2 separate regions of the Sus scrofa genome follow, and region 1 is linked to region 2. Evidence: chromatin contacts called from public HiChIP or PLAC-seq data. All regions are on one chromosome and are shown on one strand. Each heading gives the region's core, a stretch centred on a gene start, on an enhancer-like site or on the middle of the called end of the contact. The rest is flanking DNA. Distances are from core to core; before and after follow the strand shown.

Evidence for each region. HiChIP or PLAC-seq counts read pairs in DNA pulled down with a chosen protein or histone mark.
Region 1: an H3K27ac HiChIP or PLAC-seq map of alveolar macrophages shows a contact between it and region 2. The contact joins two enhancer-like sites.

The regions. Positions count from the first base shown.
Region 1 is chr18:36,959,129-36,964,009 of Sscrofa11.1, reverse strand. The region is part of intron 9 of ELMO1 (engulfment and cell motility protein 1); the gene reads right to left. Among named protein-coding and RNA genes, the nearest start is that of ELMO1, 210 kb to the right of the region's middle. Within about 2 kb of position 3,604, at least 1 of the 83 cell types and tissues checked has an H3K27ac peak or open chromatin away from gene starts, as enhancers often do. A contact at or near this core is called in alveolar macrophages, where this site is marked.
Region 2 is chr18:36,796,525-36,801,564 of Sscrofa11.1, reverse strand. All of the region lies in intron 5 of ELMO1 (engulfment and cell motility protein 1), which reads right to left. Among named protein-coding and RNA genes, the nearest start is that of ELMO1, 44 kb to the right of the region's middle. Within about 2 kb of position 2,219, at least 6 of the 83 cell types and tissues checked have an H3K27ac peak or open chromatin away from gene starts, as enhancers often do. A contact at or near this core is called in alveolar macrophages, where this site is marked.

The DNA.
Region 1 (4,881 bases), core at 2,355-4,854, 160 kb before region 2:
TCAGAGAAAGGGGAAGATGGGGTATCTGGTGCCAACAATGAGGGGTCTTCTCCCAAAGAGAAACTGATTAGAACTGTCGGAGGAGCCCCATGTGGACGATAACAGGATTAAGTTTGTAGAGCAGAGGAAGGGATTCCACACAGGAACTGAGAGCCCAGGGCTCCACCCCAGAGCCCCCCTACCTCCCTGTCCAGCTCCCCTTCACCATCACCTGGAAGCAGCCCGGGGAGAGAAGGGGATTCAACAGGGAAACCAATGCAATTCTTCAGCAACTAAGACAGATGAAACCCAGGCTCCGATCCCTTTGTCAGAGACATATGCTATGGTCCCCCATGTAATTATAACCAAAACCTGACACTTTGCATCAGAAATTAGAAGAAGGGGTGAAGTAAGGTGCAGAAGAATAAGAACCGCTTTCCCTACTCATTCAATGATCCCCAGAGAGGTGACAAATGGTTCAAATCCTAAATTTCAATTTTTTTTTTAGAAAGGGAGAAAGGAGAGCTGAATGAGAATCACTTCATCTTTTTAAAACTGTTGAAAGATGTCCCATTCTCCAGTATTTTCAAACGGAGATACAGCATTAACATTAACATACAATATTTAACCCAAATGAATAATTTTGAATTTGAAAATACATTTTTTCTCCCAGCAGGAAGTCCACATTTACTATAGAGATTATGATAATAATGAGGACTCAGAAATGACTGCATTGTCATTATTAATGCTAATAGTGGTTGGTGCTGTTAATACAAAAATAAAAACAGCTGGTAGTTACTCAGCATTTTTTTTTATGAGCCACTATTCTGAAATATCATGAAGGAATTCATTCAACCCGCATAATAGTCCTATCAGGAAGGTGCTTTCATTATCTTTATTTTACAAAGGAAGCTGAAGTTCAGAGTAGTTAAGTAATTTGCCCGGGGTCACACAGCAGTATGGGAGCTGAGATAGGACCTGGGCAGCTGGCCTCTGGAAAGAGGCTTTAAAGCATGGGACTCACACACTGTGGCATGCCTGAGAACCCTCTGGACTGCTTCTTAAAACACGGATCCCTGGGCTCCACTCAGAGTTTTTGTCTCTGCAGGCCTGGGATGGGATCCCCTCAAGTGTATGTTTAGCAAGCTTCCAGGCGCTGCTGATGCTGCTGGTCCTGACATCACATGCTGAGAACCAGGGTTCTAAAACTCTACAGAGGAGTTCCCGTCGTGGCTCAGCGGAAACAAATCTGACAAGTATCCATGAGGATGCAGGTTTGATCCCTGTCCTCATTCAGTGGGTTAAGGATCCAGCATTGCCGTGAGCTGTGGTGTAGCTCGCAGACGCCGCTCAGATTCTGAGTTGCCGTGGCTCTGGCATAGGCTGGTGACTACAGCTCTGATTGCACCCCTAGCCTGGGAACTTCCATATGCAGCAGGCGTGGCCCTAAAAAAAGAGACAAAAAATTAATAAATAAAATTCTAAGGACACTGCCTCTCCAAGTGATGAGGAATGCATGGCCCCGCCCCACAGGGCACACAGGCTCTGCCTCTGTCTTCCAATCCCTACCTCACCTTCTTCCGCTGGGGCACAACAAGCCGCCCCACCGCACCCCCCTGTACCAATCCACTTGCCCATTTAAAAGTATACACTTCTAGGGAGAAACCCTGGCTAAGAAAATAGAAAGAACGAGTCTGTAATTGTGGAATCTAGGTAGATGAAATTTATTATTCTTTCTGCTATGGGGTGTGTTTGAAATATTACCTACTTTGAAGTTAATGAATAAATTAATTGAAAATAAGAGAAGTGAAGAGCGATAACAGAAACCTGGAGAGGCCAAATGTCCCAAGCAGGGGAATCCAGACTGAAACTGTCCCAAATCCCAGGACGGCTAATCAGTTGCTGCTGTGGAAATGAAACATGTTCTACTAAGACGATCACCCACCAGCATAACGAAGCAAGACTCTGACTTGCTGGGGGTCTCAAAGAGTCACTCGCAGCAACAGTAAGAAAGACTTCTCCAAATTGTGTCAGACTGGAACATCCAGTTCATGGATGCATTAGCCTGAGAAGTTTCTACGGAACCGTCCACCTGCTCCTGCACTTGACCTAGTGCCTGAACACGATACGGCCTGTTTTCACGGAGGGTCTTACCTTTCAGGGGAGACCTTCCTCCTTGCATGGTTGCCATCATCCAAGGACTCAACTCTTTATAAAAATCTAGAGTTCCCAGGATGTTCAGAGTTGGGCAAGTTTTCCTCTCAGTTCCGAGACATAAGTAAACCACTGGGGGGGCGGGGGCAGACCATTGATGAGGATGGGGGACTGGGCCAGCTTGGTGGGCTGTGATGGGAAGCTCCCCGAAGGAGGAGTGAGAAGCAGGGGCTACTTCCTGCCCCGTCACTCGTTAGCTCTGGTGCCTCAGGGAACTTCTCTTAATCTCTCTGGGCCTCGCCTTCCTCTTCGGTGCCCTCAGGGGCGGTGAGGACATCACATGTAGCTTTCTCAGGTCACAGATGGTTTCTCAGGGGGGCAGGAACCCTCATCAAGAAGTTCGCCAGGAAAAAGCTTGCTCCAGAGATGTTAGTCCCCGAAGTGAGCCCCAATCAAAGGAGTACATCAAACTGCCGGGACCATTTCAATGCATTATTTTCCCAGTGGGAACTGGAACAGGTAAAGATAAGTGTTCTTTTTAGGTTTTCCAATTTCTAAATAACGCGGATATGAAACTTTTATTGTAAAAAATAATGGGAGAATAAAAGTTTTATTATTAAAATACTTGGGTTTTGTAAGGAAATCTTACTTTGTGGCCTCCGTTATTGCCAAAGACGACTCTGCACATGATTCTACTCGGCCTTCCTTCAGACTAGTGTTTACAGTTATCTATTGCCAAGGTACAGCCCCTTCAAAATCAAAGACAGAATCCTCACTCACTAATGCAGCAAACACTCCTGGACTTTTACTCCCCGCTAGGCATGCTTCTGTACATTTGGGATTTGGCAAGAGACAAGAGTTCAAGGTTCTTACCCTCCTGGGGCTTACAGCCTCAAGGTGGGGGACAGACAGGAAAACAGACTGATAATGAGAAATTAAATACTGATGAGTTCATAGCAAAATTTAAAAATGGAGGAACATGAGAAAAAGGGACTGGTTCCTTTTTTTAAATTTTTTTTTTTATTTTAGGGCCGTACCCACGGCATATGGAAATTTCCAGGCTAAGGGTCAAATCGGAGCTACAGCTGCCGGCCTACACCACAGCCACAGCAACGCCAGATCTGAGCTCATGGCAACGCTGGATCCTCAACCCACTGAATGAGGCCAGGCATTGAACCCATATCTTCATGGATCTTAGTCAGGTTCGTTAACTGCTAAGCCACGAGGGGAACTCCCAGTGACTGGTTACTTTTTCAGATGAGTTGGTTTTCAAGAGCAAGTGGCCTAAGGAAGTGACATTTATTGATGCAGAGATCTGATTAAAAAGGAGTCAGCCACATTGGGGAGGGGCGAGGGGGATATTCTGGGAGCAGGAATGGTAAGTTCCAAGGAAGAACAGAAGGAAGAACCCTGGCATCTCTGGAGGGGCTGAGGGGGGACCAGTGTGTCTAGGGTTGGAGGGCAAAAGAGAAGTGGGAAAGTAGGAGGAAGTGAGGATGGACAAGCAGACTGGGCAAGGCAGTCTAAGGAGCTCATGAGTAGCAAAGCTAGAGAAATCCTGGATGGTGATAAGCTTGCCTGATTGAAAGGATGCATTTAAATAACGAGACAGATGTGTGGGAGTTTGGGAGCTCTTAAAATAGCATTTATAGGAGTTCCCGTCATGGCTCAGCAGAAACGAATCTGACTGGTATCCATGAGGACGCAGGTTCAATCCCTGGCCTCGATCGGTGGGTTAAGGATCCAGCACTGCCGTGAGCTGTGGTGTAGGTCACAGACACGGCTTGGATCCTGAGTTGCTATGGCTATGGAGTAAGCCGGTGGCTACAGCTTTGATTCGCCCCCTAGCCTGGGGACCTCCATATGCTGGGGGTGCGGCCCTAAAAAGACCAAAAAAAAAAAAAAAAAAAAACCAGCATCTATATTCGAACGCTAGAAGCAACCAAAATGCTCTAAGCAATAGGACAAGGGTTAAATAACCCATGATACAGTCATAGGATGAAATAGTAACATGGAATTGAAAATGAAACTTTCAGAGAATACAGGATACCACGGGCACATCCTCATGATGGAATATTAGGAGAAAGGCTAGATGCAAATATATTTTATTGTTTGAGGGGCAGGGCTATGTGTTCATGGGCAAGGGCTTGTATCCAGAAGAATGTGAGAAGAAGAAATATGTCAGATTTGCTCACCGCTTTATTCCCTATACCTAGGACCATGCCTATCATACAAAAAAAGCATTCAAAAAACATTCAAGGAGTTCCCGTTGTGGCACAGTGGAAAGGAATCCGACTAGGAACCATGAGGTTGCGGGTTCAATCCCTGGCCTCGCTCAGTGGGTTAAGGATCCGGCGTTGCCGTGAGCTGTGGTATAGGTTGCAGACGAGGCTCGAATCCCGTGTTGCCGTGGCTCTGGCGTAGGCCGGCAGCACCAGCTCTGATTAGACCCCTAGCCTGGGAACTTCCATATTTCACGGGTGCGGCCCTAAAAGGACAAAAGACAAAAAACAAAACAAAAACAAAATTCAAAAAAATTCCACTAAATGCATGAAGATGTAAGTGATTATGCAGGCACACATAATATGCATAAACACAATCCAAGGAAACAAAGCAAGATATGACCCATAGTTATTTATGAATTATAATATTCTGCATAATTTTCCTGGTAGCAAAGTTTTCCAACTTTCCATAATTCTGCAATATTTTTCTATTTTGGGGAAAATCGACACTATCTGAAAAAATAAA
Region 2 (5,040 bases), core at 970-3,469:
ATTGGGGTTTACTGTGTGTGTGCTATTTGGCTTAAAAGAAATAGGCTCCGCTCAGCACTTGAACATCAGTATAAATCGTTCCAGTGATGAAGAGCCACGACACCTATCAAGTTTCAATTGCTAGCTTGAAACCCTTGATAGCTGCTAGAAAAATAATGTGCAATTTTAGCCTAGAAACATAAATTATCAAGGCCACGGTGCTCTCCGAATGTAATAAGTGAAATGTAGGTAACCACACATGCGGTAAGGATCCCAGCCCCCAGCATGTGTCATGAATGCCTGGTCGCCCACAGGCACTGGGAGGAAGGAAGAGAGAAACATATTCTCCAGATTCAACACTGGCTGAACTGTGGATGGAGGCACAGAGGGGGTAGAAGTTTCAGGGTGTAAGCCAAAAAATGTTTTCTACATTCTTCCAACTTATGCTCTCCTAATATCTCTGCCCCACAGGCTTTTCCGTGACTCGGAGAGAATTACAAGCAGACACATGAGGTATAAATACTTTTGCAGGCAGTAATGCAGTGACACAATGGTGGAGTTCCCTGGAATGTTCATTACACGCAGGGTAGATCTGGGCACAGTGGAGTGGCCGGAAAGCAGAAACCACTGCCACCACAGGATTAGGGCACTGCAAAGCCAGGGGCCATTGTCCTCCCCACATCTGACATCTGGTCTGGCCCACGCCTCCGTCACCGTGACCTCAGGCGGGACTGGGCTTCAGCGAAACTGAGTGCGATGAGAATTAACATGCCAGCCATCCCTGAACCGCGTGTCCGTGAGGCCCTGAGTCGGGGACCAAGAAGCCATTTGAAAGGGCTCTTCCGAAAGGATGCGGTGCTCCTATACACGCACCACAGGGCATCCTCCTGCAAACACTGACAGAGCACCTGTTATGGACTCAGGCCAGGGACTATTAGCCCCCAGGACCGCCAGTCTACTCAGGAACAAAGACAGGAATCAGAGTGTAAAGAGGCATGGTAAATGCCAGCCCAGAGAAGCACTGACTGTGTCCTTTGAGGGGATACCAGGAAATCAAGGAGGGCTCCCAGAAGAGGTGACTTCTGAGTTGTGTCATGTTGGCCATGGGGAGATGCGGGTTCGGGGCACCGCAGTCTCTTCTCTCGCCACCAAATTGCCTAGTGACTTTTCTGCCATTTCTTTTCGGCTCTAAGTTTGCCTTTAATAGTCATTTCAACCTGATTTCGACTGAGAAGGAATTCTGGGCTCTAACACACACTGGGGAACAGCGGTGAGCCTACTCTCCCCCCCCGCCACGAATGGCTTCTGAGCAGAATTTTAAGAGGGTACCAGAGAACAGAGCAGCTAAAGGAGACCCTCCAAAGTATCCTGGTATCTCCGGCCCTTTGCGTCCCTGGAAACAATCCCATATTGTGGTAACTCCAGACTGGTCTCTCCCCTGTGCAAAGTACTCTGTCTGCTGCTCCAGACGGCCAAGTAAGCAGAACCCATGAAAGGGCTCCTGACCCTCCTCCCCGGGCCAGCTTCCCCACCACTGCCCTGCCTCACAGCCTCATGTGGGACATATACAAGAAGATTCTCAATAAATGGTGATGAAATGAAAAGTAAAATATCAGAGACCGAGAGCTAGTAAGCCACCGATCTGCGAAAACAGCTGCATATGGAAGGATTAGGAAATAAATTAGAAGAAACTCCAAGGATTTAGAATCCATTTCAGGTGTGCTGGAAGAAAATCCCGCCAGTATTGGGAGAACAGGTTCAAGTTGAAACCCAGGCAAGAACGAGGGTCCATCATCTATTGGCTGCCTAATAAGCTTCTTCCTTGAAGTTTATAATTCTATTTTCACTCCTTAGCACTTTCTTAGGACGAAGTTTCTCAAAGTGGAGTCAGGACCACGTGCACTGGAATCACCTAAGGGACTTGTTAAAATGCCATTTCCGGGTCCCCAGTGATTCTGAGGCACTTTAAAGTCTGCGAACCACATAACCAGGTACTTTATCATCCTTAAGTGGCTGCAATACTCATGCTAAATCACTTGGTTAAATTGCTGCTTAAAATGTGAAGGAGACACTAGTGGCTCAATTGATTCTTTTAGAAATTGTTAAGATTCTAAAAGTAGTCATAGTGCAGTCATATTGTGACCAATTTTAAATGATGCAAAAGTGATGCACAGAAGTCAGAAAGATCTTTGCAAAACATAAATGTGATCACATCACTCCCTTGGGTAAAACACGTCAGTGATTTCCCCACTGCTCTTCTGAAAGAGGCCCAAACCCATGGTCCCGAGGAGGCCTCCTCCCCAGTCTAATCCAGGCCTGGAGTGTTCCTTGCCTGGTATTCTGGTCTTCCGTTCCTTTGACAACCAAGTCTGCCCTTCACATGACTTTCACATATGCTAGCCATCCGCAAAGACACGTCTTTTCCCGGGAAAATCTGTTCTTCCTCTTCCCAGATCTCCCAGACTATATTAATCCCCCTGTCGTTGGCCCTCCCAGCATCAGCCCCTTTTCCTCCGCAGCCCCTGGCACACTTTCAATGTCACAATGATTTGCGAGATCCTCTGATTAACGTACATGTCCTGCACTGGTGTCTAAGCTGCCCATGACATCAGCTACAAGACTATTTTTTTTTCCCTCAGAAGGAGACCCAACCTTGTCTATGTATCACCTGGCACATGCATGGTACGTAGCAGGTCCTCAATAAGTATTTGCGGATGAACAAAGGAATTAAAGAGTCACAAAAGCAAACATTGGGGGCAAATGCAGACCCACAGGAGCCACCAAGAATTTAAAATACACTCTGATCCCTCTCCTAAAATTAAAGACTCTAGAGTCTCTACAGAGCCGTGGAGACTAAAGTCCTATGGTAGTTTCCCCTTGCCTGCCTATGATACCAGATACCTTCTTTCGCACTTATCACTTCAAATGGATGAGCCCAACTCTTCCTAATGCAATGCCTGGATTTTGAAAGAGTGAAATTTGACATTAAAAACTGCTATTACGCCATTTCTCTGGGCCTTGCATTGATCTGGTTATGAGAAATTACCCTAGAGCCTGTTTATTGTCTGAAAGATATATGTTGAAATAAAAACAGATCTGGGGGTTCTCATGATGACCTATGTCTTCTATTTTTGCACACCTTGGTGCATCTTATCATTCTCAGCTCCGGGTGTGGATTCTTAGACCGCTTCAAGGCATCTTCAAATGCTAGCAATGTTAGCAGGTCTGAATGCTCTCAAATGGCCCTAAACAAACTAGCAATCGTTACAACACAATTTCTATGAAGGGGGAGTGGCGTTCCATGGGGATAAAAATGAATCCACCATCACTGCCCTCTTCTCTCAGCCCTACTGCCTGAAATGGGCTCCAGCTCGGGTAATGAATGGTTTGAGGCCCTGACTGTGCTCTTTTACATGTTCCTGAAGCAAAGCTCTTACAACAGATCATCCCCCATCGTTCGCCAACTAGATACAACATTCTCATGTAATGGGTTCAACGGAGGCTAAAATGGCCAAAATCGATGGAGACTTGGCAGCAAGACACCGTAGCATTTGGTGTGCAGCAGAAAATTCCCAGATTTTGAAGAGTAAAATTGAACATTTAAACTGCTACTATGCCATTTCTCTGGGCCTTGCACTGATCTGGGCAGCCAGCCCCCTGACATGTAAATTTCCTCATCTGTAAAATGGGTACGAGGGGCATTCACAGGTTTGAACCACTGTTAATCTGATAAATATTTTGGTATGGATACAATTCTCCAGTGATTTACTGTAAATCTATATTTCACTATGAAAACCTTTTTATGGGTCTTTTAGCATTGAACAGTTGATCCCCTCTAAAGCTGCTCTCTCAAGCCTCTCTAATCCTGATATAAAGAGGCATCAACACACGTGACAGTCTAGCAGCTGAACAATCCATACTTATCACCCTACCTGGGGGGAAAAGAAAGTGACTGAGAATTTTACCGCACACTGAGGAGAGTATGTCATTTGTCAGGTACCAAATAAGATTTGATTACAGTGATTAGACAGGTGATTTTTCATGACTATAGTCATGGGGGTGTGGGAACTATACTTTTCAAAGCACAAGCTTGGGGACAGTTTCCATTTGGCACATTTCTCTCCTACACCCACACTTCATGGCAGGTCAGTGCCTACAATGAGGTCTATTTTTTTTTTTTTTTTCTGGGCCACTCCATAAAAGCCATTACTGCTTAATGAGCTGATGAGCCTGTCAGCTAGTGGTTGTCTTCCTGAAGGAGCACAGAGAAGGCATCTAAACAAACTGGCCATAGCCAGAGAGAATGAGTAGAAATGGAAACAGGTGGCTTCTACTTAGGTGACCATAAAGTGAACTGTCCAACCGAGGGCACTTTTGAAAGTGAAAGTTGATACAGTTCATCATGCTGAGATGACAGCGCTGTCCCGGAACTGTTCACTCAGGACTGTAGACATCCTACTTTATTTTCTATTTTTAATCTCTGGAATATTTTCTAATTTGATTTACAGGTTCAGATTAAAGAAGAAAAATTAACACTTGTCTACCACCCACCTGCCCATGAACATTCTCTATTTACAGGAAGTTCCAAATGATTCAGAAAGGGACATTTACAAAGTGTTATTGGAACCATGGAGCTAAGTCCTTAACATGCAACATCATCGTATAAAACCCAGTTCCACTGCATTAAATTCCTGCCAAATGCTCCTCTACAATTGCTCCACAAACTGGGGGGTTCTCACTGGGCTTCTGTCCAGGCTGGACAAGTGCAAACGGCCCCCAAAAGGCTGGGTTCAAGTAAAGGGAAAGACCCCCAACTCGCCATCTCTATTCTCTCTACCCAAACTAAAATAATAAAACAGTAAAATCCCAGGTCAGCTGTCAATGAACGGGGGAGAGAGATCTATTAACAAGCCTTGTTATTTGAGGACCCCACGTAGCTAACATGATTCTTAATGTCAGTTCTTTTAATTCACAAATGACAGAAATTTTCCCTGACCTGTATTTCAGCAGTTTGCTTCTAAATTCCTGATGAAAAGATATCAAACCAACAGTCTCATGAAG